2 separate regions of the Danio rerio genome follow, and region 2 is linked to region 1. Evidence: chromatin contacts called from public Micro-C data. All regions are on one chromosome and are shown on one strand. The core of a region is the stretch at or near the end of the contact, and the rest is flanking DNA. Distances in the headings are between cores, read along the strand shown.

Region 1 (4,119 bases), core at 1,109-3,608:
TATAACAGTATGTATCAGAGATGGGGTAATCAAGTCACATGACTTGACTCGAGTCAGACTTAAGTCACAAAATTTAGGACATGAGACTTCCTTGAAAAATAAACTTGTTTTTGTTAAATACACAACCGTTTGTTTTATTTTATGCATTTAAAAACAAAACAAAACCAAAAGTTCTAAGTCATGTATGCGCAGTATTAACAGCTCATCGGTTCTCAGATCGGTCCGAGAGAATCAGTTGAATTTTTGAATTTGCTGGACTGGATCATTCGGTTCATTAAGACCCACTTTAAATGATTCATTAGATTAAGTCGATATATATGTGTGTGTTTATATATATATATATATATATATATATATATATATATATATATATATAATTAGATTGACTTGAAAGTGACTTGCTAGACCAAGCTTCGACTTGACTTGACGTGACTTGAAATAGACAGTGGCTTGACTTGAGTCTGACAAAAATTGACTTGACTTGCTTGAGACTTGAAGGTTATGACTTGAGACTTGCACATGTGTGACTTACTCCCAGTCCCACCTCTGGTATGTATTAACAAGAAATGACTGTGGCTGACAATGGTTGTTACAATTAAGCCAAACACTGTTGGACACTAACTAAACTAACTAAATAATTTTTTGAATTTTGAGTTTAATGTTGAGAACTTTTTAAATAAAAAAAAATTAAAAATTGTTATTAATGCAAATAAATGCATTGCATAACAATGGATAAATGGATAATAATTAAAAAAGATTTAAATGTGTTTATCCAATAAACAAATAAATGAATAAACATGCTGTGCTTTGTAGAATTAAAAAAAAGAAATGAGCCAATTACTGAGAAAATATAGCTACTATTTAAAGTAAACTGAATTAAAATTGTGTGAAATCAGTGATCATACTTCCAGTGCTCATTTGTAGGAGACTTGTGTGTTGTTAGTAAAAAACAAATGGTTTGTCTAACTTTGTTCATTATTTGGCGAAAACCAAAGTGTTACTTTGTGCCCTGCTCTCCCATAATCAACGATAATATTTTAGAAGGCGACGTGGTGGCGCAGTAGGTAGTGCTGTCGCCTCACAGCAAGAAGGTCACTGGTTCGAGCCTCAGCTGGGTCAGTTGGTGTTTCTGTGTGGAGTTTGCATGTTCTCCCTGCGTTCGCGTGGGTTTTCTCCGGGTGCTCCGGTTTCTCCCACAGTCCAAAGACATGCGGTACAGGTGAATTGGGTAGGCTAAATTGTCTGTAGTGTGTGTGTGTGAATGTATGTTTCCCAGAGATGGGTTGCGTACATAAAACTTGCTGGATAAGTTGGCGGTTCGTTCCGCTGTGGCGACCCTGGATTAATAAGGGACTAAGCCGACAAGAAAACGAATGAATGAATGAAATTGTCTGTAGTGTATGAGTGTGAATGGGTGTGTATGGATGTTTCCCAGAAATGGGTTGCAGCTGGGAGAGCATCCGCGGCGTAAAACATATGCTGGATAAGTTGGCGGTTCATTCCGCTATGGCGACCCCTGATTAATAAAGGGACTAAGCCGAAAAAAAATGAAAGAATATTTTAGAAATTTTCTCCACAGCTGTTTTATGGAGATCTGTTGTTTACATGTCATCTCAAAACCAGAAACGTCACAAAAGCTAGCAAAACAAACCATTTAACTACAAGGAGTCATAAACAAAAACATATAATACACAACAAACGTTAACATTAATTTCCATATATCCGAATAATTAATAATACAGTTTTACTACAGTAAACATGATGGTAACCATGGTGAGCAAAATATTCGATAATTTGTAGGTTTGGGGCGGTTTTAGCTGCTAGCAGTTAGTCCACACACACACAAAACGTTTTTATCATCACAGGCATAATTATACTTCAGTTAATCATATTTAATACCAAACATCACCATTTCTAACGGCGAACTAAAATATAAGTTTAGCTAGCAAAAAGCTCGCGCGAAAACAAACGAATATTTTCACAACAAGCAGCGGTTACAAACACAAACATGCTAAAAACATTCATAACACACACATGAAACGTCCATGTTCCAGCTGTAGAGTGCAATATAAGCAGATGTTGATGTAAAGCTGCAGTGCTGTTGCATTAGCAGCAGCTAAACACACACATGGGCTTTTGTCTCTATCGCCACACATGGCATATCTTAAAGCGGACATGTCCAGCACATTACTGATATGATCGAGGCTTGCTGCGATGTTCATTCATATTTCTATATGTGCTGTTGCTCGGAAGCCTGTGGAGGACAGGAGTTTTGCTGTTTTGATGCTCACCTTTCCTTTCCATGCTGCACCGGCGGCTAAAGTGCTCACAGTCACTCACATGTAACGGTCGGCGCATGCGCACAAAACTCCACTAACAACTGAAGTGAAAACGCTCACACACACACACGCACGCAAGCACGTACATTTTTAAATACTTTATAAATTCAGTGCCACAATAATTAGCGGAGATACATATTTATGTAGTTAAACTTTTCCCAAATCTAAATAATAAGTGATAATTTAGTTAATCAGTTAATTATGTCTCGATATCTATATCTGTGCTGCTGCGGCATCAAAATGCTTAATAGTCTACAGGTTACAATTTGTGCCAAATAAAGTAGTTTAACTCAAGTTGTATTGATCTACATACATTTAACAACCTTATATTAAGACGATGTTTGTGATGAGTTTGTCAAATTTTCCATCTTGGCTTTATTTTCGCTTTAAAATAGAACATAATGACAATAAATAAATATTTATTTTAATCTCTCTCTTTTCTATACTTGTATTATATTGTTGTTTATTTCATTCATAACTACCATGTAATGTTTTGTACAGAATAGCCTGAATTTTCTGTTTGTTTTAGATATACCCTGCTGAAAAAACGCTGAAACCAGCCAGGGGCGCCCCCAAGGGGTGGCTATTTGAACTCTGGCCACCCCTGTGGCCATCCAAATATGATTTTGCTGTTGATATTATTAAATTAAATGTACTTACTACTTACGTAAATTCACCATATTTCAATAAATAAATATAAATAAATAATTAAAAATAAAGTAAATAAATAAATAGCAGCTACTAAACCATTGTAAATTGATTGGTGCCACTGATGTAGCAGATTCACGGCTCCTTCCCCTCCCCGATCGTCGTTGACAGCACGCACACGCCTTCAGTAGACAGCTATGGCAATTTAATATTTACCTTTTGGTACATCAATAAAAGAAGCTGTAATAATAATAATAATATTGTGGCTCAAAAAGGAATAAAGATAAATCATATTATTGGGGTCTGTATCGTGAGTGTGTGTGTGTGTGTGTGTGTATACAGTAAGTGTGTGTGTGCCTTTTGTTCACTTTCTTCATTTGCTTGTTTTATTAATCTTCATTAATTTTAGACATGGCATATAATGTATGCTGTACAATAAAAGTATGTGAAAAATAACTGATAAGTTATATATATATATATATATATATATATATATATATATATATATATATATATATATATATATATATATATATATATACATAAATCATATATATGATTGTTTTTAAACTAAATATTGATTTTATATGGTTTGCACATGTACTTGCTAAATTATTTCAAGGAATAAATTGCAATATTTCAAGAATAATTAATGAAAATGAATGAATACATTATTTTATTTACCAGAAACAAAAATAATACACTGAATTCATTATTTTTCTGTGTGCCACCCCAAGATTTGGTGTGGCCTCTTCTGGCCACCCCTAAGAAAATTGTCTGGGGGCGCCACTGAATCTAGCCTAGGCTGGTTGTCGAGTTTTAGCTGGTCATACTCCAGCCTGACCAGCTAAAACCAGGCTGGAAATGGCCAAAACCGCTCTAAAATCAGACTGGTCGACTAGCTAAAACCAGCCAGCCTAGGCTGGTTTAAGCTGTTTTATTCAGTACACTGGGAAAAAAAATATTCAAAGATGATTCCTTGAATTTACTACATTTTTAAGTGGTTGTAAACAATTTGTTTGTTTGAATTCAGCTCAAAAAATTAAGTTAAACATTAATAAATTTAATTTGTTTGTTTAAACTCATTTTTTTCAGTAGGGTATAGTTATTGTTTTCTTGATATTGTAGTAAA
Region 2 (4,119 bases), core at 1,060-3,559, 480 kb before region 1:
TCTCTAAATCAATATCCCTCTTCTTTACTTTAGAAAAGTCTCTGAAAACTGGAGATCTTGTAAAAATTTAATTGATCAAGTGGACATTTATTATATTTCAGTGAGAGTTTCATCTCATTTTTAAGTCATTTTACCTTTAATATAATTGCAACCTGCTTAATAATTACACCCATTTAAAAAGAAGCAATAGTTAAAATCAAGATGCATTAGTATAAAAGCAGCAAACAAATAGATTAAAAATAGTTTAAAATAATCAATCCATTAAATAATAAATAAACAATACATTTTCCAAACTAAAATATTAATCTAGCTGACATGTTTATCATGTTTTGACAGTAAAAAAGCTTAAATTAACAACTAATCGTATAGTTTATTTCACCCAGAAATAAAACCCAGGTTTTATTCGGCCAGCTTGATGAAAGGGGTGGTTCTTTTTTTTTTTCTCAAAAAGTGGACCTTTTTACAGTTAAACACAATTTTTAGCTGAATGAGCTTGTCGGAGAGACACCCTAACCACACTTTTTGAAGTACCAAAAATATAATATTTATATATATATATATATATATATATATATATATATATATATATATATATATATATATATATATATATATATATATTTAAGATTTAGAACAAAAAAAAATGAAAAACTACACATTTTTAAAATACAAATTTATTACAATATATATCATTTGAAAAATAATTGTTTTAAATTAAAAACAAGCCTGTTGTTATTTATTAGGCAAATTATAAATAACACACTGGTCAGCACATTCATCTTTCCCCAGTCAGAATTTGCCCATTTGAATAATATTAATAAATAATAATAATAATAACAATAATGTAGAGCTAAACAATTTTTCTAGCCTCTCTTGAAAAAACAAAAACAAACAAAAAAAAAAAAAACAGTAAGTTTGAAAATTCATTGGTGTCAATTGGGAAATCTGGTAAGCTAAAATTGTCCATATAATGAGTGTGTATGGGTGTTTCCCAGTGATGGATTGCAGCTGGAAGGACATCCGCTGCAAGAAACATATGCTAAGTTGGCGGTTCATTCCACTGTGGCGACCCCAGATTAATAAAGGGACTAAGCTGAAAAGAAAATTATTTGATGGGTTTTCGATGTATTATTTTCACTATTTATGATGGGCTGGCAGTCAAAATAGGACAAATGAGCTCATATATGGGACAAATTCTTGACCTTTGTCTGTGAGGGGTGGGTCTTTCAAACCACCCAAACCCCCCCTGGCTACTTAACCTAAAGAAAATTTTATAAATTAAATTAAATTAAATTAAATTAAAGAAATGAAAAAATTTAGATACCTTGAAATAATTATCAATATTAACTATTATTGTTTTATATTTATATACATCTTATTTTTATCTTGATCACTTTTGGTCATATTGCATATTGTCAGGCAATACAAACATCCCTTCGAAAATAAATAACACAACACTTGCTTTAAACTTTCAATATTTGGCTCTAATGATGCACACAAAAATATGCAAATCACAAGAGTTAAAGAGGAAATATCACAAATGAGAGAGATTATTTTAAATATGATAATATCTTGGCCTTTACAACTAACTTCTGACACTTGAAATCGAATCATAAACCTTTACGTTCACCCAACTCAAATCAATTAGGTTAACTCAATTGTGTTTACAAATTTAAGTGGATTGAACATAAAACAATTCAGTTACCCACAAAAAATAACTGAAAAAAGTTGTTGATTCAACTCATTTTAAATTAGTTTGAACAAGCAGCAAAATACCTTTTCTTGAGAGTTTACATGGTAAATGCCTACGTAATTATACACATTTGTGTATCCTTGTAAACATATTGCAATACTATGATATTAAATATATGAAAAACACAAATTAACGTTACACGTAACATATATAAACACGAATATACTCATGACGTTATATACAATATTCTACACAAGACGGCTGTTTAAACTTCACACAGTCAATATCTAAAACTTGCCAAATGTAAATATGAACTTGTGTGTGTGCAATATTTAAAGTGTGTAATAATAAGATATATAAATGAATGTATAATGTATGCCACAAGATATCATATTACTACGTTATGCTAAAATATAAAAAGCAAATCATACATACCAGACCATATCAACGATCACAAATCTCCAAAACCCGTCACATTAAACACTATGCCTTATCTACTGGCTGCCAGATAATGGTTTAATAACTCTCATAATTAACCTAAAACTCCGTCCTTATGATTCACCGCGACAAAACATGTAGCTCGGATGGTGGAAGGCGCGCTCATCAAGCCGGAAGTGACGCTAACTTAGATCTTGCGCACTTAAAGGAGCCACGGCTATATTATGTCCGTCAGCTTGGAAATTAATATACAAACACAACTTCTCCCCTCATCAATGCTAGATTTGGAACAACTGTAATATTTTGTAAAAACGTAAAAGTTTGTTCTCAAAAAATTGGTTAGAATTTTTTTTTGGTGGTACAGGTACTGAATTCCCACTTAAGAATGTTTATCACATTAAAATTTTCCTGTATCCCATAAAGAGTTTGTAATGGTCTTTGCTGCTATTTCCCTAAGTATTGTCTCACTATGTAAAAGTTGCTCATATTCAGGTAATATCTCTTTGTTACCCCACACTGCTGAAAATTCCAGCTTAAACCAGCCTAGGATGGTTGGCTGGTTTTAGCTGGTCGACCAGGCTGGTTTTAGAGGGGTTGTGGCCACTTCCAGGCTGGTTTCCAGCCATTTCCAGCCTGATCTTAGCTGGTCAGGCTGGAAGTGACCAGCTAAAACCATCTAAAACCAGCTTGACCATTCTGGTTTAAGCAGGACATAGCTGGTTTTGGCTGGGCTCCCAGCCTGGCTAGGCTGGTCAAGCTGGTTTTAGCTGGTCATCTCCCAGCCTGTCCAGCTAAAACCAGGCTGGAAATGGCCAAAACCCCTCTAAAACCATGCTGGTTGACCAGCTAAAACCATCCAAGCATGCTAGGCTGGTTTGAGCTGGATTTTTCAGCAGGCCAGGGAGAAAACCTAAATGGCATAAGGTAAAAACATAAGATACACAAGACACACTCTCACAAACATAAACTACGGACAATTTAGCATACCCAATTAATTTGTACCGCATGTCTTTGGACTGTAGGGGAAACCGGAGCACCCGGAGGAAACCCACATCAACAATGGGAGCACATGCAAACTCCACACAGAAATGCCAACTGATCCAGCCTAGGTTTGAAACAGCGACCTTCTTGCTGTGAGGAGACAGCACTACTTACTGCTCCACTCTTCCTTAGTGATTTCATTCATTCATTCATTCATTCATTTATTCATTCATTCATTCATTCATTTTCTGCCGCTTTTCTGGGGCCGGGTCGCAGGGGCAGCAGTCGTTGGAGAGAACCCCAGACTTCCCCCTCCCCAGACACTTCATCCAGCTCCTCCGGGGGTATCCCAAGGCGTTCCAAGGCCAGCCGAGAGACATAGTCCCTCCAGCGTGTCCTGGGTCTTCCCCGACATGCTTGGAACACCTCTCTAGGTAGGCATCCAGGAGGGATCCGAAACAGATGCCCGAGCCACCTCAGCTGACTTTTCTCGATGTGGAGGAACAGCGACTCTACTTCGAGCTCCTCCCGGGTGTCAGAGCTCCTCACCCTATCCACAAGAGTGCGCCCTGCCACCCTTCGAAGGAAACTCATTTCGGCCCAAAAAGCTCTTGACCATAGGTGAGAGTAGGAACGTAGATTGACCGGTAAATCGTGAGCTTTGCTTTTCAGCTCAGCTCCTTCTTTACCTCAACGGACTGGTACACATTTATTTTTTCTTTTCTTTCTTCTCTTGTTTAATCCTTGTTGTAAAAGCATGTAAAATAGGCCTACTTTTGCTTTAGAAAGAAACTTGACATGGTTGCTCTTGTTAATAAAGCGTAGCTCATAATAAAAGAACACTGTAAAGTCTGCTGTAAAGTCAAATGGCCAGCAGGGGGCGCCATTAACTTACAGTTGATGTTTGTTTCTCAGCTGCTTCGGTATTTTTCTCCATTCATCATTCTCCATCAAATCTAAAGTGTTACCAAAATAAAATAAATATTACAAATTGTCTTTTCATGCAG

Evidence for each region. A called contact is a pair of places that touch in the nucleus more often than the background predicts.
Region 2: a Micro-C map of caudal fin shows a contact between it and region 1, with 7 times the contacts expected there. The contact joins the promoter of timeless here to the promoter of srpk1b in region 1. A contact is called at or near these places in 2 of 18 Hi-C or Micro-C datasets (caudal fin and hematopoietic stem cells).

What each region holds. Positions count from the first base shown.
Region 1 is chr11:2,806,893-2,811,011 of GRCz12tu, reverse strand. It overlaps srpk1b (SRSF protein kinase 1b), which reads right to left and starts at 2,358. Exons shown (of 16, transcript NM_001080669.2): 1 at 2,292-2,358. The coding sequence starts at 2,304. The region is part of intron 2 of LOC141376509 (a long non-coding RNA gene); the gene reads left to right.
Region 2 is chr11:3,290,903-3,295,021 of GRCz12tu, reverse strand. It overlaps timeless (timeless circadian clock), which reads right to left and starts at 2,309. Exons shown (of 31, transcript NM_001278600.1): 1 at 2,129-2,309.